Linked DNA regions of Triticum aestivum: region 2 is linked to region 1. Evidence: chromatin contacts called from public Hi-C data. All regions are on one chromosome and are shown on one strand. Each heading gives the region's core, a stretch centred on a gene start, on an enhancer-like site or on the middle of the called end of the contact. The rest is flanking DNA. Distances are from core to core; before and after follow the strand shown. Region 1 holds the start of LOC123052193 (DNA annealing helicase and endonuclease ZRANB3). Region 2 holds the start of LOC123052197 (protein CHROMATIN REMODELING 35).

Region 1 (6,203 bases), core at 2,459-4,958:
GCGCGCGCGGCGCATCATCTAGATCCGCCGCGGTGCCGGAGCGATTAGCTGTAGCTCGTAGCTGCCGAGGGCGGATTAACCTCTATCTGATCTGTTATAGCAGTTTGTAAGCAAGCAGCGATTGAATGGAATGCTCTTCGTGTGACTGAATTGCTAAATCCGAGCAGGAAAGAAGGCGGGGGCGCATGGGGAGGTAGGCGTCGTCGTCGGTCGCTGCTGGAGTGATTTTGGCTGCCGGAAATGGTGCTGGTGGTGAAGCAGCACCGCTGCACGCACTCGGCGTCCTGCTCCTGCACCAAGGGCCACCTCAGCGAGGACGCGCTGTTCCTCGTCTTCCGCCACATGAACTGGAACCCCAGGCTGATCGCCAACCTCTCCTGCGTCTGCAAGTGGTTCGACGAGGTCGCCAAGCAGGTGCTGTGGAAGGAGTTCTGCCATGCCAGGGCGCCCAAGATGATGCTGGATCTGCATTCCGACGGCAGCCACATTGTCGACGGCAACTGGAAGGCGCTCGGGAAGCTGCTGATCTACTGCAACGGCTGCACAAAGGGGGGCTTGTTCGGAAACATCCATGTCCCCGGACACTTTGTGTTCCGGACGCGCTTCTCAAGGACCGCAGGCAAGAGCTTCCTGCCTCTGCAGTGTAGGATGGATGTCTTGTATGTGTCCGATCCATGCGAACATCTCGATCAGGGGGAAGAAGGCGACCTGGGTTTTTTCCGTGGCATCTTCAAGTCGTTTGCCACTTCAAGGGTCAAGAAGATCCTGATTGAGAAGCAGGCTAGGTTCCATCCAACGGAGGTTTGCCCCTATTGCAAGGCTAAGCTATGGAACATGCTGCACGCTGATATGATGCCGGCGAGTGCTTCCGCCAGGCTGGGTGCTTACGATGATTCCGTGGAGTACTTTGTATGCCTGAATGGACATGTTATTGGATTGGGTACCCTGTTACCTCTCTCGGATTCTGAGGAGGCACCGGAGGAGTAATCATCAGGAACATTGATCAGGTGATGATATGCTATGTTTTCTTGGTTCCTGTCATTAGTTTAATTTTCAAAGCGCAGCTAGCTTTATCTTCAAAGGTTTATTTTTTATTGCTTACTTGTGAAGATAATCAGATAGATTTCTTTATGATATCTGTTGGTATACAGACTGATAGCTTTTAATTTATGAAGATGCAAACTGAAACTCAAGCTGCATATCCATTGTTTGGTCATGCGGGCAGATTAACTCTTCAATTTCTTTAAGAAGACCAATTTCTATGGGCTGTCAATTTGAATGAACAGAGTCATAGAATTAACAGTGTTCAATTTGTATTGTGTACATCAAGGTGCTACATGGCTAGTTCAGTTTTATTTTAATCTTGCATACGTGTGGTTTACCCAGCACATGATATTTACATCCTGAAACCCCAAAAGAATCAGCAAGCAGTTGCTGGAACATTGTGTAAAAATGCTTCTTTTAGATTCTGTACAAAATTTCATGCCCGGAAAGTTTCAGAGAAATTAATATTTGAAATTGGTCTCATACGTTTACATCATTGTTTTTGACACACTGTTCAAACAACAATCAGTGGCTATGTTTATATCAGTAAGAAAGCTCACTAGGCCGGCTCTACCCCTCATCTACTAATCTTAGTGCATGGTACTTCCTTAAATGAAGCCGGGATCATGGCTATAACTAAATTTGGGAATCACAGAATTTCATTTGCCCATTTTTCTGTTAAATCCGCAAGTATACTAACCGTTTATTCTTTAGACCAGCCATGTTTTCCAGCTGCCTGTCCCTCTTGTTTCTCTCTCTAAATTTTTGGGGAGAAAACGTCACTGCTAATATATCTATAAATGTGTGATGTACCAACCTCATAGCTTTATATACCTATATTTTACTCCCTCCGTTCCTAAATATAAGTCTTTTTAGAGATTTCAATACATACTACATACGGATGTATATAGACATATTTTAGAGTATAGATTCATTCATTTTGCTCCGTATGTAGTCCCTTATTGGAATCTCTAAAAAGACTTATATTTAGGAATAGCTAATAAAATAAATTTTGGCGATAAAACTGCCAGTTAGAATAAGGCAGCATAAATGTAAGCTTACTTATGTGATGATAGTGCAACGTATCAATAGCCAGTACATCTATCTTTTGATGATGAACAGAATTGCAAGTCTGTTCAACCAGAGCAGGCCGTTCAACCAAGACCACAATTGGCTCCCATTTTGGACTGAAAAATATGTTTCTTTTGAAGTGAAGAAATATGTTCTTAATATAGCGGTTGTTGGTGACAGGTTTGCAAGATGGAGTCCTGGGGCTTGTGGCATATTGCTTCTGAATCCTGGTTGTGTCTAACAGCGAGAAGGCATGGGCGCGGCAAAACTGCAAGGCGACAAGATCGTGCAGCTAGCTTTGCATCTAACCGCAGTGTTGTCCGTACTGGTGCATCAGATGAAAATGCTGTTTCTCTGTGGTCTCTTCTCTGCTTGTTGATCGATTCTCTGTTGTTCTCGTCATTGTAATGACCATGCCGACCTTTCGCCTTGTCCTACATGTGCAGAGCATATGTAGCAAGGTGTGATGAGACCGAGTTGTAAAATTGGTGCCCATATTGGACCTCATATATTCATGTGCTGTTCCTAACTGTATTGTTTTGTTTCTACTGACTTGATTCGTGTCCTGCTGCTATAGAAATTTGGGAACGGAAGGAGTCGTCCTATAGGTCCTTTGATTTGGACAAAATTTGTCTTTTTTTATGTTTGTTACTCCCTCTGTAAAGAAATATAAGAGCGTTTAGATCAGATCTAAACACTTATATTTCTTTATGGAGCGAGTAGTTGCTAATTGTGCAGCATCGCACAATTGGCCACCATCTCACCTATTGGTGTGCTATGTAAGGGTACTGGACAAAATTTGTCTGATGAACAGGTGTAGGTGTATGGGTTGATGCTATTTCCAACTGCATAACTAGTGTGATGTTATTGAGATCTGTTTAACACTCTTAGCTTACATCGATCTGTACTGTTGCTTATGCCAGAGCCTGTTTATCATTTTCAAAGTTTGCTGATTCTTTATGTTGTCCGCCGTTGAAAATACAGCCTTGTTTACTTGTAGGAGGCTTGGAGTTGGAGATCATATAAGTTGCACGATTTGTATTAGACTGAAGGGTCTTGAATCCGCAGCTTCCGCCTTGACAGGCGGTGCTCTGACCAATCGAAATTACTGTACAGACGACAGATACGAAGTCGAGAAGTACTCCCTCTATAAAGAAATATAAGACATTTTAGATTATACTCCCTCCGTCTCATAATATAAGAATTCTTTTTTGGCTCTAGACTTTTTATAAATACAAGGGAGTATTATTTCTTTAGAGAGGGAGTATAATTTTGCCAGCATCCCCCAAGTTCTTTGGCTCTTTTTTTTTTTTTTAACCTAAGTTCTTTGGCTCTTTGCTGTACTTCCTCTGCAGTACACAGTTTCCCATTGCTCTAGATTGTTTTCTTTCAAGTAAGATCATGCGCTCTAGATTTTTTTAGGAGAACATGCGGTCTAGATTTGCTTTTCTTTTTTGAGGGGAGTCTAGATTTGCTTTCTGGTATCGTCAGAACACGGGCTTGGTGGCGAGGGGGCCCAGCCCAGCCCAGCCCAGTGCGGCGTATATCAAACACGGGCTTGGTGGCCCAATATATCCTTCGTCTAGCCGTTCCCCGCTCCCTCCCCGTTCCGTTCCCCCCAGCGGCGGAACGCCCGCCGTTCCCTGTCAGAGAACCCCCACGCCTCCGCAACCCCTAGTGCTAGTCGGGCGTGGTTCATGGAGATCGCGGCGGAGCCCGTGCGGCTCACGGAGGAGCAGCGCCGCCGCATCGAGGCCAGCCGCCTCGCCGCCCTCGAGAGGCTCAAGCGCTCCGCCGCCGCCGCCGGCACCACCGCCGAGTCGCTCAGGCTCGCCAAGTGCCCAAGAATCGCCCATCCTCTGCCCCCGCGTCCGCCGCCGCAGCCGCTTCCGCCGCCCGCGCCTCCGACGGGGTTCCGGGCGGTGCTGGAGGTGTGCAGCCCCGACGAGTTCCAGGTGACGGTGGGCCGAACGGAGGGCAAGGCTTTCCCCGGGGAGGCCGACTGCCTGCGCGCCGTCGAGGACTGCGTCGCTTCGGTACGATCCTCGCGTTCTTGAATCCTTGTCCAGTGCACGCATCTCTTGCTGATTCGGGCTCCGATTAGGGATCTGGTTCTTTCTTGGCGATGCGCGAGTAATTCCGTGCTTCCTTGATACCAAGAGTTTCTTCAAAGTGTCTTGTTTCGTATTTCTTGGCAAAGCTTTGGTGTTTGCCAGTGTTTTCGTGATCATTCTTTGTTCTTTGATTCGACATGCCTGAACCGCTCGAAGAACGCGGTGGTTATTTGCCCATTCCGCGTGTCTGACAAATAGCCGTTCTTTAATTTGGGTTCTTGGCCAGTTGCTCGTTTTAGAGCATTTTCTTGCTAAATGGATACTGTATTTCATATGGATTTTTGTCAGAAGGTTTGGTTCACTCATAGCCTAGTGATCTAATCCCCTGTGCCATCGCCAAATCAACCCATTCATACCTTCACATGGATAATCACCTCAACGACCTTGCTCCAAACATACTTTGCCCAATCTTCTGTCTGTCTATGGCTCTATGCAATAGAATGCTAGACGCAAACATTGGAGGTCGAACCCTGACAATGCCCCGCCTTTTGGCCTAACTGCCGAGCGTTGAAGAATTTGCTTGGCCTTCCAGATATCAGCTTTATGGGCAATTGCTGGTACCTACCGAATGCCGCAACTAATATTTGAGTATATAAAGTGCCAGCAACTGTTATTTCATCCATATTTCACTGTCACCTTTTTAATCTGTAAATGATTGTGCCACTAAGTTATCTTCACAGTATTCGCTTCTATAAAACATACCTTTTGGACAAGAATATATAGTCAAACTATTGATATTTTGATTGATAACATCTTTGCAAAATGTTTAGATTAGATACTTGAAAATCCTATGTGTGAATCTGTTTCAGAAAGTACTTCTGCAATATTCATTTTTGGATTTTATAGATATATTGCAATAGAAGTTAACGATCCAAGATGTATTTTGAAGACCGCGAAGATGTCTGAAATGGCAGCTTTTATAGGACTGAAGGGAGTAAATGGTGATTATATCACATTTTAGAGTAATCCTTTTGGGGATCGAATAATTTGTGGATGCTTTTAAGCATAAAATGTAAACTTCTGCTGTAATAATTATTTTCATCTGGTTCTTACTTCTTAGTCCCTTTTCTGGATGATAAGCCTTTTGGTCTAGAATCTAAACTGATATCTTCCCTCTTATTGTTGGTAGGCTGTACCATTCTCCACAACACAAAGTCAAAGCGGGCATGTTTCTTCTGTCTTTAAACTTGTGCACTATGAGCTGGTGTTGCAATGCTTGAAGAAGTTGACTGGCGTTGTTGTGCAAGATATACCTTATAGAACAAGCCGTGCTGTTCAAAATGCTGGCACAAACTGCGCTTCTGATAAAGAAGTTGACGAGCTTCTCATGAAGCTGCCACGTCGATTACGAGATGCACTTCTACCCTTCCAACTTGAAGGTGTGAAATTTGGGCTTCGGAGGCAAGGGCGCTGCCTTATTACAGATGAGATGGGGCTTGGCAAGACTCTCCAGGTGAGCATATTGTATTTTGTGTATAACTATCGTGCGGATAGTTTATATGCAGAAAATTGTTTGTTCCACGGTGTTACAACTTGCAAAATACAGTAAATTGGCATATGGATATTGAGCACACTGATATTGAGCTTGCATCAATACATTTTGGGCAGTAACGGATTAGGAATTTTATGTCTATTTTACTGAACAGTTAATTATATAGCACTTGCTTTTTAGACCTTATGAAGAAATCATCATATCTGCTTTTGAGCGTAATTTTTTCCCCCATGTTGAAGCAGTATTATTTTCTTGAACAGAATGGGGAAGCAGTATGTTCTCATTTATTTAAATGCAGGCAATTGCAATAGCTTGTTGCTTCAAGGACGAGGGCCCTCTATTAATAGTGTGTCCAGCTGTTCTGCGTTATACTTGGGCGGAGGAATTGGAACGCTGGGATCCTTCATTTCTTCCAAAAGATATTCATCTTGGTACTGATTCAGAGTTTCATTATTCAAGAGTTAATTTTACTGATGTCAAAC
Region 2 (5,750 bases), core at 2,534-5,033, 480 kb before region 1:
AAATATCAAACTTTTGTACTCCATTGTTCAGCTATTTGTGAAACTAAGATGCATTAAACAATTAGATGGATGAGCATTAAGAAAACACTGAAGACAAAATAGCATATTCACAGTGCCCTTCAGAGATGCCAATGTGCAGTGCAACGTTGATACCATAGATTAGCTTGTCGGTACAAGCATGTATAGCAAAAACAACAATACAGTGTGTAGAAGTAAAAGTTCGGTAAAATAAATTGCAAGTGAAGTACATACAGCCAGATAATGGACACGTTCCTCCTCAGGTCTTTCTTGCAATACAACTCTCTCAAACTGAACTGATGGTTGATAGCGGGGTAAATGATACTGATTCATTAAAGTTGCACTTTGACCATATGGAACAATATGACTGTTTTGGTCTCCATCACGCATGGTCTCATTTACGTCGGCAATTCCTTGGCTTGCCACACGTGCTGGGAGAGTACCAGCCTGTTCTGATGGTATCAGCTGCTTGTTTTTCTCAGATGGGAGCTGTTTGTTCTTCGCAGGTGTCAGTTGTTTGTATGCTGCCATGCTTTCATCTTCATTATCTGAATCAAGAATTATTAGCACTTCACTGTTCTTCTCTTCTGTGTGCTCGACAGAGCTATTAATCATATTAGCTTCAGCACTCGCCACATAACTCTGAGTGGGCTTACGCAGAGTAGAAAGGAAATTCATAAATTCGAGCTTTCGAGCATGCATACTTTCCCAGTCCTTGGTAACACTGCCAAATCCCCAATTGCCAACCATCTTTGCACTAGGAAGTGAAATGCCACTGATGGGGTCAGAAGGCTTCCTTTTTCTGTGGTAATACATGCCTATAAAGTACAAAGATAGACGATTTATTACTTATCATACAAGAGAGAGGAAATAAATTGGTATCAGCAATACTCATCTGCTATTCTGTATAAGTCGCATCCAAGGTGGACAAGAAATTGTAGGATGTGCGTACAAGGAAATTATAATTAAAAGCACAGACACTTTCATGTGGATAACTACAATAATCATAAAATACAGTGACCATTATGCAGTAGCCAACTCGCCACTTATTTAACACAAGCATAGTAAGCGATGAACAAATAGGCACTATTATTCATCACTCATACGTTTACACTGAAAAAAAGAGTGATGCGTTGGAGGAGCTAGGTATCAATCAAATTAAGATAGAGTTGATGATCAAACCCAGGCTGGCTAGCCCAATATCCATGGTGCTGACCGGTAAACCTTTGGGTGACTTCTTTCTCATAGGTTCCTTACTTTTGGCACGGATCTCTGAATTTCAGTCGATACAATCCGATTCAACAGTAATGGAACTTACTCCCTCCATTCCTGAAAGCATGGCGCACATCTTCTGGCACTAAGACCAAAACAGGAGCAGGCCATGGAAATTTTTGTTGATCTGGACTCGTTTGCCCCTGCTAATCTCACCGCACTTGCCTCCCTCCTACACAAGCTTGAGCTCCTTTGTCTCCACCAGCGTTGATACTGCCAGCTAGCCGTGCAAAGGATTGCGTGCGAGCATCCCACGCCTGCCCCACGCAAACTCCCTCCCGCACCATGCAACCCCTCGTCGCGCTGCTGGTTCTCATGCATGGCCCAGGCACTGGCTACACGTTGCATTATGGCACTGATTAAAACCATTGCTTCACCGCAAATTTGAGTATTGAAATTTCCATGAAAATGGAGGGAAGGAATTTGAAGGGAGGGATTAGATGCTTCACTGAAATATTTGGAGTATGAGCGCCAATTTGATTATACGAGTCCAATTTTGTAGTTAACCTATAAAAACAACCTTCCCAAACACCATGGTCACCACTCTCTTCTCCAATCTTCCATGGACCTAAACCATGGAGTTTTGACTAAGAGTGTTCCACTCCTTAATTCTCTTCCAACTCTGTTTATGATGATTCTTTATGGACCTAAACCATGGAGCTTGGCACTTACTCCTTTGTCTTTGCTGAATGGTCACGCCGGATCGAGACCGTGGCAGTGCCGGCGCGAGAACTTCACGCCGGACTTGACCTTGGGCTCGCACGAGCACACTGGCCGAGGTCAATATCCTTGGCGTTGACAGCCGCCGAGGGTGTACCCAGCTAGGCTTTGCCAGTGGCAGATGCAGAGTGGCCACAAAGGGTGTCAGGTGCCCACACCAACGAGCAAGCCGAGCAGGGTGTCGAGCAACACGATGAGCATGGATCTAAAAAGGAAGTAGGAAGTAGAAGAGTGCAGGAGACAGGGGATAAGTGGAGACTAGGATGCGGGAACGCGTGCCTATAATCGTAGTGTCATGACAGGAGGGTTCAGAAATTGTGGTGCAAAACTAAGCTTGCACCTTCTTTCACTGAAAAAGGAAGCAGAAGAAAATCTACGCCGTGATTTCAGGAACAGAGGATGCATAAAGCTAGTAGCCATACACTAGCAAAAACATCTACAGTATGCATTAGTACAAACTCAAAAACAGTTTTTTGCTTCTAATCATACTCAGAATGCCCAGCCAAAAGAGCGACTAAAGAAAAGAAAAACACAACAAGGTGAGGTCCCAAATAACCTAAACTTCAATGTCAAATGGATGGATTTAGTGGCAATCAACCTCTCCCCTCACCTTGGCTCTCAAGCTAAACAAAAGAAGTCCAAAAAAACAGCAACTTCAGGCTCCAAAACAGGCTTAAAATGGTACTTGCAGAGAACGCTAACTGTAAGCGCACACCATGCCCAAGCAAGAGCTTTTGTACCAAGAGTCAAAATGAGTTCCCAAGTGGTAAATTGGGATGCTAACATCATTTCAGCACTCCATAGAAATCATAAGCCTCTTCGAATGAGAAAAAAAAATACAAATTATAAGCATACACCATTCTCTATGGTTTGGCACAACAGGGAAGCATCGATTTAGGGCGCATGACACGTACAGGAAATGGAAACTGAGTTTCCTAGAGTTGTGTGTCAGTAAACTATTACAGTGGTATTTCCTCCGACTAAAAAAACACTGCCAGGAACTTTGCTCGATTCAAGCAGGAGACTGGGACAAAGAGTTGCCATCCAGCACGGGGAACATTTCTAGTAGACTTGAGGGATGAAATGAGCATTTGCGCTCCAAACATGTGAAGCGCAAACTAGTCAACCCAAATATTAAATCCCTTTTATTTATACAAAAGAAAGATATTAAATCCCTTTCGTTTTTTTGGATATTTTTGGAATTATATAAATAAGATATTAAATCCCTTTCGTAACTGACCCCTTTTTTGTTGTCCGGACTTGGAGCTAAAGTGACCCCGTGAAAAATGGTGGTACGCAATCTTCTCAGCCCCGTCCAACCCTGACAAAATCCCGGACCGCCATGAATCCCAATCCACCCAGCCCAACCCCTCTTCCCAACAACGCGAACGCAAATGCAGCACCGGCCATATTTATGCCGACGCGAAAGCCCCACCGGCCGCGCGCGAGGCCAGACCCGATACCACCGGCGTAGGCGTAGCAGAGAACCCGCCACGGTGGGATCACGTCACGTCCAGGGAGGGGAGGAGCGGGAGGAGGATGCTCACCAGAGGGCGCCGCTGGGGGCTCCTCGCCGGGGGCGACGTCCATGGCCGCTGACGACGGCGAAGCGCGGCGCGGCGCGGTGGTTTTTGGAGCGGGGCGGAGGGGAGGAGAGGGCTGGGAAAGCGGCGGGTGGCGCCACTGTCTCCTTGCTCGGCCGCATTGGTTTCCCCGTTGCATAAAAAGGTTCAGTTGGATGGGGCGCACATTCTGTGACGAGTGTACTGCGCGCCCCGACTTTGGGGGCTGATACGTGGGGCCTGCCACCTGGCGGGTCCACATGTCAGTTACCAACAGTCACTTTCAGTGAGTGAGAATATCTCAGCATAGTTGGATGGTTAGGTGGGTGGTCCATCATGAATTTAACCTCCGTAATATAGGATATTATTTATTGCGAGGTGATGTTTCTGTCGACATCGAGGTGCGAGTGCTGATTTCGTGGGTCGTGGACAGCCGTGTTTTGACGGTTTACTGTCTCATCAATGCGGATTATTCTTTTATTGAAAGGCGATGTTTTGGCGATTTACTGTCTCATTAATGTGGCTTTTCTTTTATTATGAGGCAGCGTTTTGTTGACAGTAAGGTGCCAGTGGTGATTTCATTGATCTTAAATCTCCACGACTCAAATCTCGTGTTTTGACGATTTGATGTCTTGTTAATGCATTTTTTATCATAAGACCACAATGGTGATATCGATATTATTAAAGCTCCGTGATTATAGTCTTCAGTGGTCGTTGTGTGTGTCTATATTATACTCTGTGTTTCTTAAAAAGATGCACCGGTACTTGGGGAGGGATGGGATGGATGCCATTGCACTTCGTGTGATCAACCATCTCATGCGCACTTATGGTCCTAAGACAACAGTAGGTTTAGATCATAGGTTAAGAAAATGGACTGATAATTAAACCTGTGAGGTTATCGGTTTGGGTTTTCACAAGTTGTGTTGCTGATTTGCTATCAATTTTTTTGCCATAAAAGATATATTGAGCAATAATGTATGCCAAATAGTAAAACATGGTTCAATAGCATTGTTTCATTCTCTTACAACAAATGAGTTGAGCTGAGATAGTTATAAGGCCTAGGTTGGGCTTCAGCCTACTCCTTAGGTGACCTAGGTTTTAAACTCTATCTTTTGGGTCTTTGGTTCCAGTATTTTCCAGTAAGATCACTTGTTGTGCCATCGGTTCACCATTTCACTTTCAGATTGTTTACCATAAAATAATATATATTGAGAAAAAATTCGTCAATATAATTGTAATACATGGTCAAATAACATTGCTTCCTTTTTGGTGCGGAGCACCCTAGGGTCATCACCATGGACTTGGCTCCATTCATCAAGGGAGACACACATCACATATACTAAGGTGAATTTTATCATTTATGCGTGTCTACTTGGTGCTCTCTTGGATGGTATACTACTTCACCCCCTCTCATGCATGTATGGGTTTAAGGAGAGCTTCACGTGTATCGAGGAGTGCAAGCACAAGAGGACGACAACCAACCAAGAGGGGAGTGTGGAAGCGGGAATGGAAGAAGATGCATGCACTACAAGTCAGTGATCGGACGTCCAGCCACCAGTCCAGGCATCCGGTTGGAGTCGAGAGAGCAAATCATCTAGCCGGACATCCCCCACCAGTCCACACATCTGGCACATGGAACACGTCCCCACGGAGACCAGACACTAGAGCCTACCCGGACATCTGAACGTCGGTTCGGGCATCCGACCCTTCATTACCTGAAAATCCGGGCATCCGGCCCCTTCCTACGTGTAGTCTTGGGCCAAAAGCCCATGTGCCCCTTTCCCACTTACCCCTTTTGTGGAACAGCCTATATGTACCTCTCTCCACCTCCTTTATAGGATTAGCTAAGATTAGAACTCCAACCATAGAGCTTAGCTCATGTACCTCCCCTTTGTGGGCTATATCCCCTCTTACAAGAACAAGAACTCCTAATGGGAGAAGAACCATCCGTGGTTACCAAGGCCTCCTAACGGGAGAAGGATTCCCCATGTGAATCATCAAGACCCATATCTCATAGAGATTTGATGAACTACATTTGTATCTTTTCCTTTGTTGTTGTTGAATGCTTGAGATTCATCCCTTTGCCTTGTGATTTGAGTGCTTGTGTGTGGATCTTGTCCAATAGGGTGTTCCTCTTATGTGTTTCCCCCTTGTGTTGTTCTTGATCTCTCCCAAATT

What was found. A called contact is a pair of places that touch in the nucleus more often than the background predicts.
Region 2: a Hi-C map of leaf shows a contact between it and region 1, with 6 times the contacts expected there. The contact joins the promoter of LOC123052197 here to the promoter of LOC123052193 in region 1. A contact is called at or near these places in 2 of 5 Hi-C or Micro-C datasets (both in leaf) and 1 of 1 datasets of contacts at active chromatin or transcription factors (leaf).

The regions. Positions count from the first base shown.
Region 1 is chr2D:135,597,921-135,604,123 of IWGSC CS RefSeq v2.1, reverse strand. It overlaps LOC123052193 (DNA annealing helicase and endonuclease ZRANB3), which reads left to right and starts at 3,708. Exons shown (of 25, transcript XM_044475304.1): 1 at 3,708-4,151; 2 at 5,359-5,682; 3 at 6,020-6,152. The coding sequence starts at 3,813. It also overlaps the pseudogene LOC123052195.
Region 2 is chr2D:136,073,561-136,079,310 of IWGSC CS RefSeq v2.1, reverse strand. It overlaps LOC123052197 (protein CHROMATIN REMODELING 35), which reads right to left and starts at 3,783. Exons shown (of 6, transcript XR_006424520.1): 1 at 3,558-3,783; 2 at 253-836.